Linked DNA regions of Gossypium hirsutum: regions 1 and 3 are each linked to region 2. The links are chromatin contacts, called in public Hi-C maps. All regions are on one chromosome and are shown on one strand. The core of a region is the stretch at or near the end of the contact, and the rest is flanking DNA. Distances in the headings are between cores, read along the strand shown. Region 1 holds the start of LOC107896781 (thioredoxin-like 2, chloroplastic). Region 2 holds the start of LOC107953735 (FCS-Like Zinc finger 3). Region 3 holds the start of LOC107953045 (protein mago nashi homolog).

Region 1 (3,647 bases), core at 710-3,209, 270 kb before region 2:
TGAAAACATACTTTGTGCAGGAACATAATTCTTTGAATTTCTTTTTCTTTTCTTCATTTCGTCAACTAGTATCCTGCAGGCTCCATTTTATACTTACAGCACTGACATCAAAGCGACATTCTGACCTCTAAAAGACATGAATTGTACTATGTTTTTCTAGTAATTCCTCCTCTAGGAGTGATAATCAAAAGCATACTTTTTTTTCAATCATGATACTTGATCATAAAATTATATGCCTACCGGAATATTACAACAACCATGAAAAAGTGAAGTGACTTACCTTGGGAAATAATGCTCTGCAGGAAGCACACCAAGTTCCATAAAATTCTACAATAACTAATCTATCCCCAGCTTCACTTAAGGCACTGATAAATTCTTTTGTAGAATGAATATCAATCATATTTGGTCCCGCATTCCTTTCCCACCATTTTGGCTGCTCAGTTTCTTCGACTGTTGCATGCACCTGAAGCAAAGAAACATGGTTAATACCATTGTCTCCCAAAGCGGAAAATTGATCAAACTTGTTTTCTTCAAAACGATACAGCAATACCAAAATGTTCTAAGAACATGGTGATTAACAGGTTACTTTATTCATCCATATTCGATAGGAAAGACACCACCACTATTAAAAGAAGTGAATGCCATTGATAACATTGCAACCACCGAGACTTGAATACATCAGCATGGGTTTTCAGAGAAAATGATGCATCCGTAGTACAAAAGAACCTCATGCCAGAGAGAAACAAGTTGCCAGTCAAGCAAATTGCAGTGGAATAAGGAGGAGGGTATTAATCCCCAAGCCTACAACATCCAAAAAGTGATGTAGAACAAACTTGGTATCTAAAGCTACAACTAAAATAAAAGGTATTTAAAGCAAGCGTGAGAAACTGGTATATAGCAGGAAGACTTAAAGGTTGCTCATTTTCGCTAGCTAAAACTCAACATAGCTTTATCTATTTGTCTTTTGGCCATTGAAACTCAATTGAAATCATCACTAGAAACCCCTGATAAGTGACAAGTGCCATATAATCAGAAAATTTTGCGTTACCAAAAGTATACTGTTTCCAGTTCTATGGTTGACCTGGAATCGGCAGCTAGAAATACCAAAGAATCAGCAAATCAACACAAAGCCATTACTAGAGAACTTCACCTTTTAAACTAGTATATTTCTGAAAGCTAAAACCTTTACGCCAAGTATCCAAATTCAGCTTGAAATGGAATCTAAAGATGCCTAATTCAAATATAATATTCCACAAGCAAAGAACTTCGATAAATAATAAGGCCATCATTACCAAAGAAAATAGCCAAGGAAACAATTTTAAGAAAAAGGGTACTCCTGTTTTTAGCTAAAGAATTGAAATAAAATTCAAAATCAGAAAACAGAAGGATATTGTACCTTGAAAGAGAGCGATGGTTTTCTGGGAATCAGAGCAAGCGGAGCAAGACCAATAGAAGAAGAATAAGAAAAAATCTTATCCGAATTCTGATTGGTTGGTCCAAGAGACGATAGTGGATAATTCGAAGCGAAGTGGAAAGTGGTGAGCAGTGAAGGCGAAGAGAAGCGCAGCGAATGAATTAAAGAAGACGACGGCGATGATAATAATCGAATAGCATCTGCCATCAAAAGAGATTTAAGTGCAAAAAACTAAGTAAAAAACACAAAAGCAAGTATTGGGCTTTATACAAGTAAATCAATTTATACTAGTGGGGTTATTAATATCTATTTATTTTTTATTTAACTTCATAATAGGTAACCCAAAAAAACTTGTAGGGCTGAGATGCGATAAGCGACGAGCAACAGGTAAGAGAGGGAGATAGTAGTTTGGTTTTGGGTTGAAGAAGGTGATCGAATGTAATTCGTTGGAAGAAGACGCGTCCACGTATGCATCTTCGATACGCCGCCGTTTTTGTTTACTGTTCTCTACCATATAAAATACCAGTTTGATGGAGGATGAAACCGATGCAGTTTTTTTAACTCATTTATACGAATAAATGGCCTCAAATATAATTTGGGCCATAAAATAAGATGATCTATGGTAGTCAGCCCATTTACTTTTAGCTGTTGGTTGGTAGCCTAATTATGGCTGGGCCTCGTTGTTGCTCCATAAATACCCAAGCTTTCTTTGGGTATGTTTAGTTAAATGATTATAAATGTAATTTGAGTAGGACTCATAATGTGCCGGGTCACCCGTTCAGATTCGAAGACCCGTCTGAAAAGTAAAAGTTTTTGGATAAAAATATAGGCACGAAAAATAGATTTGGACAAAAATAAGCCCCATTTTCTAAACCGATTGGGCCTTGAGTAAGATATTTATGGCCCAGCTCAACCCGACCTAAATTTGTCTAAATTTTTTATCATTGTTGTTTGTTGCCATTTGGCTATTATATTACTACTATTTTGTTGTTACTGTTAGAATATTGTATAACTCTTATTTTATTATTAATTTTACTACTATTTTAGAGACATTTGTTTGTTAAGTTGTACCAATCTTATTGTTATTTAAGAATAATTTTTTTAATATATTTTTAATTTATTGTTAAACATTATTTTAATATTTTTAATTTATTTAATGTATTATTTTTTAAATTTATTTTTATATAAAAAATAATATTATTTTTTAATAGGAACGGACTACATCCAACTCGGATTTAACAATTCTTATTTAAGCCAAATTTGAACCAAATTTTAAGTTTACTTTTAACTTGTCCCTAAAAAACGGTTCTAAAATTTATATTAGTGGAGTCTGAACTTAACCCATGACTAAATTTGAGTCACTGAGTGAGTCTGAATTGTAGGGGCAATATTATAATATTCCCTTCAAACTTAAAAACCCATTTAAGAAACAATAGAATATGTAGAAAAGGGATATGGACAAGTTAATGAGACATAAAAGAGGACCCACCAAATATATTGATCATTATGAAATTTGGAAGGCTTCAGAAATTTGATTGGAAGGCCATGATGGTTGGATGGAATTCAGTATTTTGCTGCTTCTCTTATTGGCTAATATTGCTTCCCCCTTCTTTTAAATACACTTTTCAATCTTCAATGTAGATATCATGGAGATGTCGGTTCTCTTGGTAACTCCTTTTTCTTTCACCTTCTTTTAGATATTCACATAAAATTTAATCCACAATATTCAATTAAGATTTTAATTCATCCAAATATTATTTGATAGTTGTAATTTCAATGAATATAATTGTTTTTTCTTAATAAATTAATTATGTTTTTCACGTATGTGTTACTATCATAATGCAATGCCAAAGCTTGATGGAAGGTGTCGTAACCATTTTTTTGAAAAAAACGGGTATCGACTTGGAGAAAAACGAAAACGAGAGTCGCTACCAGTCTTTTTAGGTGTGATTGGATCACCTTGTAAAAGTGGTTATTTTTAATAAATGGTTTGATTTATTTAAACAACAATTTTGGTCCACGTAAATCAAGAAAACAGGTTCGGGAGTCGGTTACGCACGAGGAAGGATTAGCACCCTCATAACGCCCAAAAATTGGTACCTAGTTGATTAATTAATATCTTAGTGTCGAAAATTGAAAGCTTGAAAGACATTGAAATACGATCCCTCTTCGTAAAAATGCTAATTTGAAAATGACCGAATAAATTAAAACAAATGTTAAAGACTCTCTCATC
Region 2 (3,608 bases), core at 763-3,262:
ATTAGGAATTGATGTTTTAAAAGGTTTAGGGAAATGGTAAAATTATAAAATGATTTGTGCAAAGTAAAGTAATAAGTATAAGAAATAAGAAAGAAACTAAGGAATTTGTTAGTATTGCTTAAAAAAATACTTTTGGCTTAAAAAATACTTTTAAAAGAAAAATTGTGTTAAACAAGTTATTTTTTACTGAAATTTTAGCTTTTGAAGAGGAGAAGCTAAAATTTTTAGCTTTTTCTCTACTGAAAACACTTTTGATGCTTAATTATTTTTTCACCTCTCCAACAGTATGATACTTTTCTTTTTCTTTCTTGGTGCTAAATTGCAAATGTGTTATAATCATTAATTAAAAATAAAAAAGTATTTTTTAAAATAATACAAATGTATTAGTATCTAATTACAAATATTTAATGGTTATACTTAATTATTTAAAATATAGTTTATATATTTTAATTAAATTTTATAAATAATTAGTATTTATTGCTTAAAAATATTTAAAATTTATATTTCATATATTAAAATATCAACAACAAGTTATAATAAATTATTTTTTATATTCCTACTAAAATATAATAATAGTATTAATTTAAAAATTATTTAAATACATATTTATTACTTAGTAATATCATGTCTAAAATAAACATTTTATTCCTCAAAATTATTTTTTGATAACAATAATAAACATTCAAATTTAAACTAAATTTTTTAAAAACACTTTTTAATAACACCATTAAAAGCAATATTAAAATAGCCTTAGATATATTTCATTTCCATGGAAAAATGGTAAAGCTAAATTATTATATTGTAATTTGTTAAATAATGTTAATATTTGTCAAATAAGCATTGGAAATGGTAATGAAAGCATGGTAAAAAGCCATTAATATAAGGTGAAAAGGGATGATTGAATGGGACAAAACAAGTGAAAAGTAAGTAGGAGGCAGGGTCCATTCAATCCGACCAAAAAGCTTTTGCTCAAGACAATATACCGTTCAACGATTTACACATTCACTGCATTTACCAATTACTGATATATCAGTTTTTTTTCTCATTTGCTTAATAAAACAGACCCATTTTGCTAATCCCAATTTAAATTCTAATATCGTGATGGGCACAAAACTTTGCCGTGTTACGATTTCATTCAAATTTAGTTACACTTTAATATGATTTTCGAGTATCAGATCATTAAAAGCTAGCTTCAATTCAGAGGAATACCGGAAATTATAGATCTCTGAATATTTTTCATTGATGAAAACTGAACAATCTGATACCTCCCCCTTCCTCCCTTATCAACCCTCAACCCCAATAAAAAACGATATTACAAAATTCCATTCAAGGTTTTCTTTTTCCTTATCTTATTTCTCGTTTTCTTTTTGCAAAATTTATGATACCATTATCACCCTACTCAGAAAAAGATAAGCAAATATGTACTACGACACCGTAATAGTTCCCGTCCGAACAGTTTTGTTGGGTGTAGAGGTCTTGGAATCCGATTTCCTATGTGATCTACCAAATTTCAATTTCTTTTCTCTGGCTTCATCCATCTCCATCTGTTCTTGTCTACACTCTGTACTGCAAAACGGTGTATTCCCTCTGCAATTGAAAAAATAGCCATCAGGAAACAAGATTATTTCATACTCAAACACGATCCGAATTTTAAAATCAATACTAAAGAGCAAACAAACCTGTACATGAAAATATCGGAATTATGAAGCGATTCGCCGCAAACGGAGCAGGCATCCAGATAGTGAGCCCCGTACTGATCTGGGCACCCTGAGTAATAATAATATCCCGACATATTAACTGCTTGCTACTTGTTGAATTTCGTAAAGTAGGGCCTGAGCTGAGGGCGGCGCTGGTAGCTGAAAAAGGGTGGAAGAGAATAAAAGAGTGAGTTGATGGGCGTCAAAGCTTGGCAGGTATATATAAAGCAAACGGAGGTGATAGCTTGGATTCTGAGTTGGTGCAATCAGGCAGTACAGGGAGTACAGTAAGGACTATGTAGCCCAAACAAATGGGAGAGGTGTTAGACGTTGATTGGAAAGGTTGTAAAACGGATCAAAGCGGGTTGGTTTTTTTTTTTTTTAAAAAAAGCTTAATTAGGGATACTATTTATAAATATATTAATTAAAGTGTCAGGGTCTGTTGACTCTGCATAAGAATCAAATCAAATTAAAAATAAGGGTGAATGGTTGGATGTGTAAGTGTCTCGTTACCAATTACTTAAATGGGGTTTACGTCACCCATGAATATTATTTTTTTTAAGTATTTTAATCACCAAAAGATTCTCTTCTATATTTACCACCATGTATTTATTACGAATGTTACACTCAAAAATTACTGGACGGCTTGGTTAATGCGGGTTTTCTAGATGGATTATTTCTATTATAAAATATTGATTCGGACGAAAATGAGTTAATGGAAATTTGAATATCCTTTCGTTATCTGTTAGATAATTACTCTTAGCCAACCTCTCACTTATTGATAATAAGTTATATCGCTTCTAATGCACTCATTTTTAGGTATAATAAACTCGTCTTTATTAAATATATAACAGAATAGGATCTCATGGTGCACATCCTTCACGCCCATGAATATTCTTTATAAATTTAGTAGGATTGAGTATTTATCCTTCCACATCACATTTGTAGACAAGAGAATCTCTCCTATAAATACTTTTTTAACAATGATGAATGGACCAGCTCTTGAAAACCTCAAGGTTACTCTAAACAAATTATTTCTCTCGGGTCATCTCTTTAGTTAACCAACCTTCACAAAATCACATTTTTAAACTTGTACAAATTAAAATTTGAACAATAATTGTTCATTTTCACCTAAAGTTACAAATTTATATAGGTATATTTTTAAAAATATATATTTTATGTACCTTTAATTTCAAAGTAATAATATAAGAAAGTTGCAAGTTTATAAAATATATATATATAGTTTACTAAAAATTCAGTTCAAAATGAATTTGAGCAAATGGTTATTCAAGTTAAATGAATTTGGATAATCATATGTCCAGATTCATTTTAAAGGTAAAATATTTTTAATTTTTTTTATTAGGGCTTGTCATGTGTCATGATATGAGGTTATCATATTTCATCCACATCAACAAAATTTAACGGTGATAATCCAAAAATAATAATTCAAGTATCAACTAGGTACCAAGTGAACAAGTTTAGGAGGCAAATATATATTAACTCAAAAATAAAAAAATTAATATTTTCATATGTTAAATAAAAATATAATTTTAAGAAATAATAAATTTATACTTAAATTTCACCAAAATTATTTAAAAAAAATTTGTCTTCAAAGTAGGAGCGTAGCCAGAACATTAATTCAAAAGGGTCAATTTTGAATTATAAATTTTGTAAAGATTAAAATATATTTTTATCATTAATAATTTATAAATTCTTTAAAAAATTTAATAAGACTTAAAAGACAATTTTTCTTTTTATTAGGGTGAAAGTCACTGCTGGCCCGCCTTACATTCGCCCAATGCCCAATTAAAATTCGTTAGATGTATATATAAAAGGCATAACCAAAAAAATTGATCCCATAACACAAGTTTACTTCAAAAGCACACCTATGGCAATCACCGAAGCAGCTCT
Region 3 (3,246 bases), core at 346-2,845, 300 kb before region 2:
AGTAAAACCAAAATAGATCCTTAAAATATAATTTAAGACATAAATTTGGTGCATAAACAAGACATCAGTTTCAACCTGTTTCAGTTACACAAGTTCTCCAAAGGTGGTTAGGTTAGAGATTCTAGATTGTATTTGTTTAGGCTGAAACTTTTGACTCTTATCTAATAGGTACAAATGTTAAAAAGGAAAATGACTTCACCAAATGGGTAATGTAATGATAAAAGATTTGTGTTAAAATTAAATTAGAAATAAAAATAAATGTTGATTTTTATTCTGCAATTTCACCCCATTAAATTCTATACAAGTGAGAGAGCAAAGATTATAAAAAGTCCCACACAGAGGCTGCTAGCTGAACCTATCAATACCCTTTTTTTCTTTCTTATTTGAATCAAAAGGCAGCAATATATATATATATATTCAATTTGATTTGGTGAGGAGGAGATGGAAGAATATTAATTAAGCTAACATTAATTATTGGCTTTAGTAAGAATAATAGAGAAATTGCTTGACTTTTTGCTTCTATAAATCATACTTTCAGCCTTCTATATAACACAACATAACGTGCTAAGAGTCCCTTCACCGTCCTTTATTTTTTTCCAACTAAAATTAGGCTTTAAACTTTATAACATTATGGGTTTAGCAGCAGCCCTCCTCTTCCTCCTCCTAGCAGCTCCGGCGGCTTTTGCCGAGCAATACACCGTAGGAGACAGCAGCGGTTGGACCACGACCGGAGATTACCAAAGTTGGGTTCAAGGGAAAACATTCACCGTAGGCGACACACTTTGTAAGTTGCTTCCTTACCAAAATTAAGCCAAAGTAAGATAACAATATGAATGACCCTGTTTGTATTTTTTCGTTTTAGTGTTTACCTACGGTGGCAGCCACTCGGTGGAGGAAGTATCCAAGAGCGACTACGATAATTGCAACACCGGCAATGCTATTAAATCCTACAGCGATGGGAACACTGTCATCACACTGTCCAATCCAGGGGCAATGTATTTCATATGCCCCACCATAGGTCACTGTGCTGGTGGCATGAAGCTAGCCATCAATGTTGTAGCAGCTAGTGGCAACTCACCCTCCACCCCCTCTACTCCGTCTGGTTCCACCACTCCTTCCGGGACTCCCCCCAGTGGTGGTACAACAACTTCTCCCCCGTCAACACCTAGCGGAGCTCCGAGCACCGTGAATTATGGTTTTATGGTAGCCTTGTTGGGAGCCGTTGTTGGAATTATGAGCTAGGGGAGAGGCAGTGCTATTGTTTATTGGCTTATTTGCTTTCGTTTTCGTCAATATTCTGTGTGATTTTATTTTATTTTTCCTTTATGAACCAGAGATGGAGATTTATGTTTTTATGATCTTCTAAATAATTTGCCTTAAATTATGATTAAAAAACAGGTCTTTTATCCTATGTTCATCACAATATATATATTGAGCCTACGAAGTCAAATTTATAAGAGATAAAAGGAATCTTTAAGACTTGGACAATTACAGCAAACCATAATTGTTGTATTAGTTTGGTTCAGTAAGACATCATTATCATTATCATTATATTTTATTAGTCAATCATACATCGACTAAACTCCAACAATAGTTTGTAGTTTTTAAAAATACCCAATATAAAAACATGTTTTTGTGAGTTAATTTGGATGAATAATGTATTTATCTCTAATTAGTGTAAAAACAGTGATAATAGCGTAGGGTAAAAAGTAAAATAAACGCACTGCACCGTACCCAATAGTACATCTAAATCTCCCTAAAATTTTAAAGGTTATTTAATCAATTCTAATTTAACTTATTTAATTATACTCTACATTTCTAATTTTGAGGATATCCTTAATTCATACTGAGATTATGCATGGAGGAGATTAAACGGCCCAGCCCAAACAAAACTTGGGAGGCCCAATAACTAGGTGGACCCATCAATATATCCAGAAAAATCCCTTGGACTTGGAAGTGTTTTCAGTGTTGTTTGCTTTCTTTTCGAGAATCTTACAAGAAAAAAAAAAGAGAGGGAAAAACAATGGCGGCCGAGGAGGAGAGCGGAGAGTTTTACCTCCGTTACTACGTAGGGCATAAAGGGAAATTTGGGCACGAATTTTTGGAGTTCGAGTTCAGGCCGGACGGGAAGCTACGATATGCTAACAACTCCAACTACAAAAACGACACCATGATCCGCAAAGAAGTCTTCCTCACCCCTGCCGTTCTCAAGGAATGCCGCCGCATCATCACCGAGAGCGAGGTCTCCTATCCTTTTTCAACCCTTTACTTCGCCTTAATGCTTTCCTTAATTCTTTTCCACTTTAATTCAACTTTGCCTAGGGTTTGGGATCAAAAATTAGGTTTTCTTTTTCTTGTTTTCTCTATGTTTTGCTTAAATAACGAGTTTGTATTTATTGTCTTTTGTTTCCAGTTCTGATTGATGTAAATATTTTGTAATTTTCTGATTTTACTGCAGTTTTTCAAATTGCCCAGCTGGGTTTTAGGTTAAAAGATTTAGTTTTAGTTGATTATTTATTTCTTCGATTAATGGTAACTTGCGGTTCTTTCGACGCTCAGGATGGTTTAAATTTGCAATTTTTATTAATTATGGTTCTTGATATTATTGTTCAATTCTATTGGGCATTCTTTGTCTAGATCATGAAGGAAGATGACAACAACTGGCCAGAACCTGACCGTGTCGGACGGCAGGAGCTCGAGATTGTGATGGGGAATGAGCATATTTCTTTCACTACTTCAAAGATTGGGTCCCTTGTTGATGTTCAGAGCAGCAAGGATCCCGAAGGGCTTCGTATATTTTATTATCTGGTTCAGGTCAGTTAATAGACATTGTCAATCTGCTGTTTTGCTCTCTTCAGTCATGTTGTGATCCCCCTTTGGGCCTTTGTATTGCATCATTTAGTATAGGGAAAAGGTTCTAGTATATTTTCTCTTGTTTGTTGCCTCACTCGTTCTTTAACACGGTAATTTGAAACAAAGATGGTTTTGTTTTCATTGATGGATGCTCCGTGATTGATTTTTTTTAATTTATTTCTGCTTTGGCACTTGATTTCTTGTTTATTTTATTTAAAAGTACAATGCTGAAAGGCAAAGCTAAAGTTTATTTTGTTCCTCTTACAATGTATATTTGAAACGAGTTACCAGCACGGTTAGTATCCATAATATATAAGGGTGGTAATTAGATGCCTTTTCATGCTTGGAATCCGACCCTGGCTTCTTCCATGGTTTATCTGATTCCTTGTGCTC

What was found. Hi-C and Micro-C count contacts between places; a contact is called where the count stands out from the background.
Region 1: a contact with region 2 is called in a Hi-C map of leaf, with 1.6 times the contacts expected there. The contact joins the promoter of LOC107896781 here to the promoter of LOC107953735 in region 2. A contact is called at or near these places in 2 of 34 Hi-C or Micro-C datasets (both in leaf).
Region 3: a contact with region 2 is called in a Hi-C map of leaf, with 2.0 times the contacts expected there. The contact joins the promoter of LOC107953045 here to the promoter of LOC107953735 in region 2. A contact is called at or near these places in 4 of 34 Hi-C or Micro-C datasets (callus and leaf).

Annotation. Positions count from the first base shown.
Region 1 is chrA08:8,960,118-8,963,764 of Gossypium_hirsutum_v2.1, reverse strand. It overlaps LOC107896781 (thioredoxin-like 2, chloroplastic), which reads right to left and starts at 1,959. Exons shown (of 4, transcript XM_016822087.2): 1 at 1,397-1,959; 2 at 281-463. The coding sequence starts at 1,621.
Region 2 is chrA08:8,688,145-8,691,752 of Gossypium_hirsutum_v2.1, reverse strand. It overlaps LOC107953735 (FCS-Like Zinc finger 3), which reads right to left and starts at 2,012. Exons shown (of 2, transcript XM_016889130.2): 1 at 1,680-2,012; 2 at 1,207-1,587. The coding sequence starts at 1,792. The coding sequence ends at 1,425.
Region 3 is chrA08:8,987,205-8,990,450 of Gossypium_hirsutum_v2.1, reverse strand. LOC107953045 (protein mago nashi homolog) reads left to right here and starts at 1,595. Exons shown (of 3, transcript XM_041075819.1): 1 at 1,595-2,242; 2 at 2,638-2,814. The coding sequence starts at 2,024. LOC107896308 (uclacyanin-3) reads left to right here and starts at 416. Exons shown (of 2, transcript XM_016821487.2): 1 at 416-784; 2 at 863-1,353. The coding sequence starts at 631. The coding sequence ends at 1,242.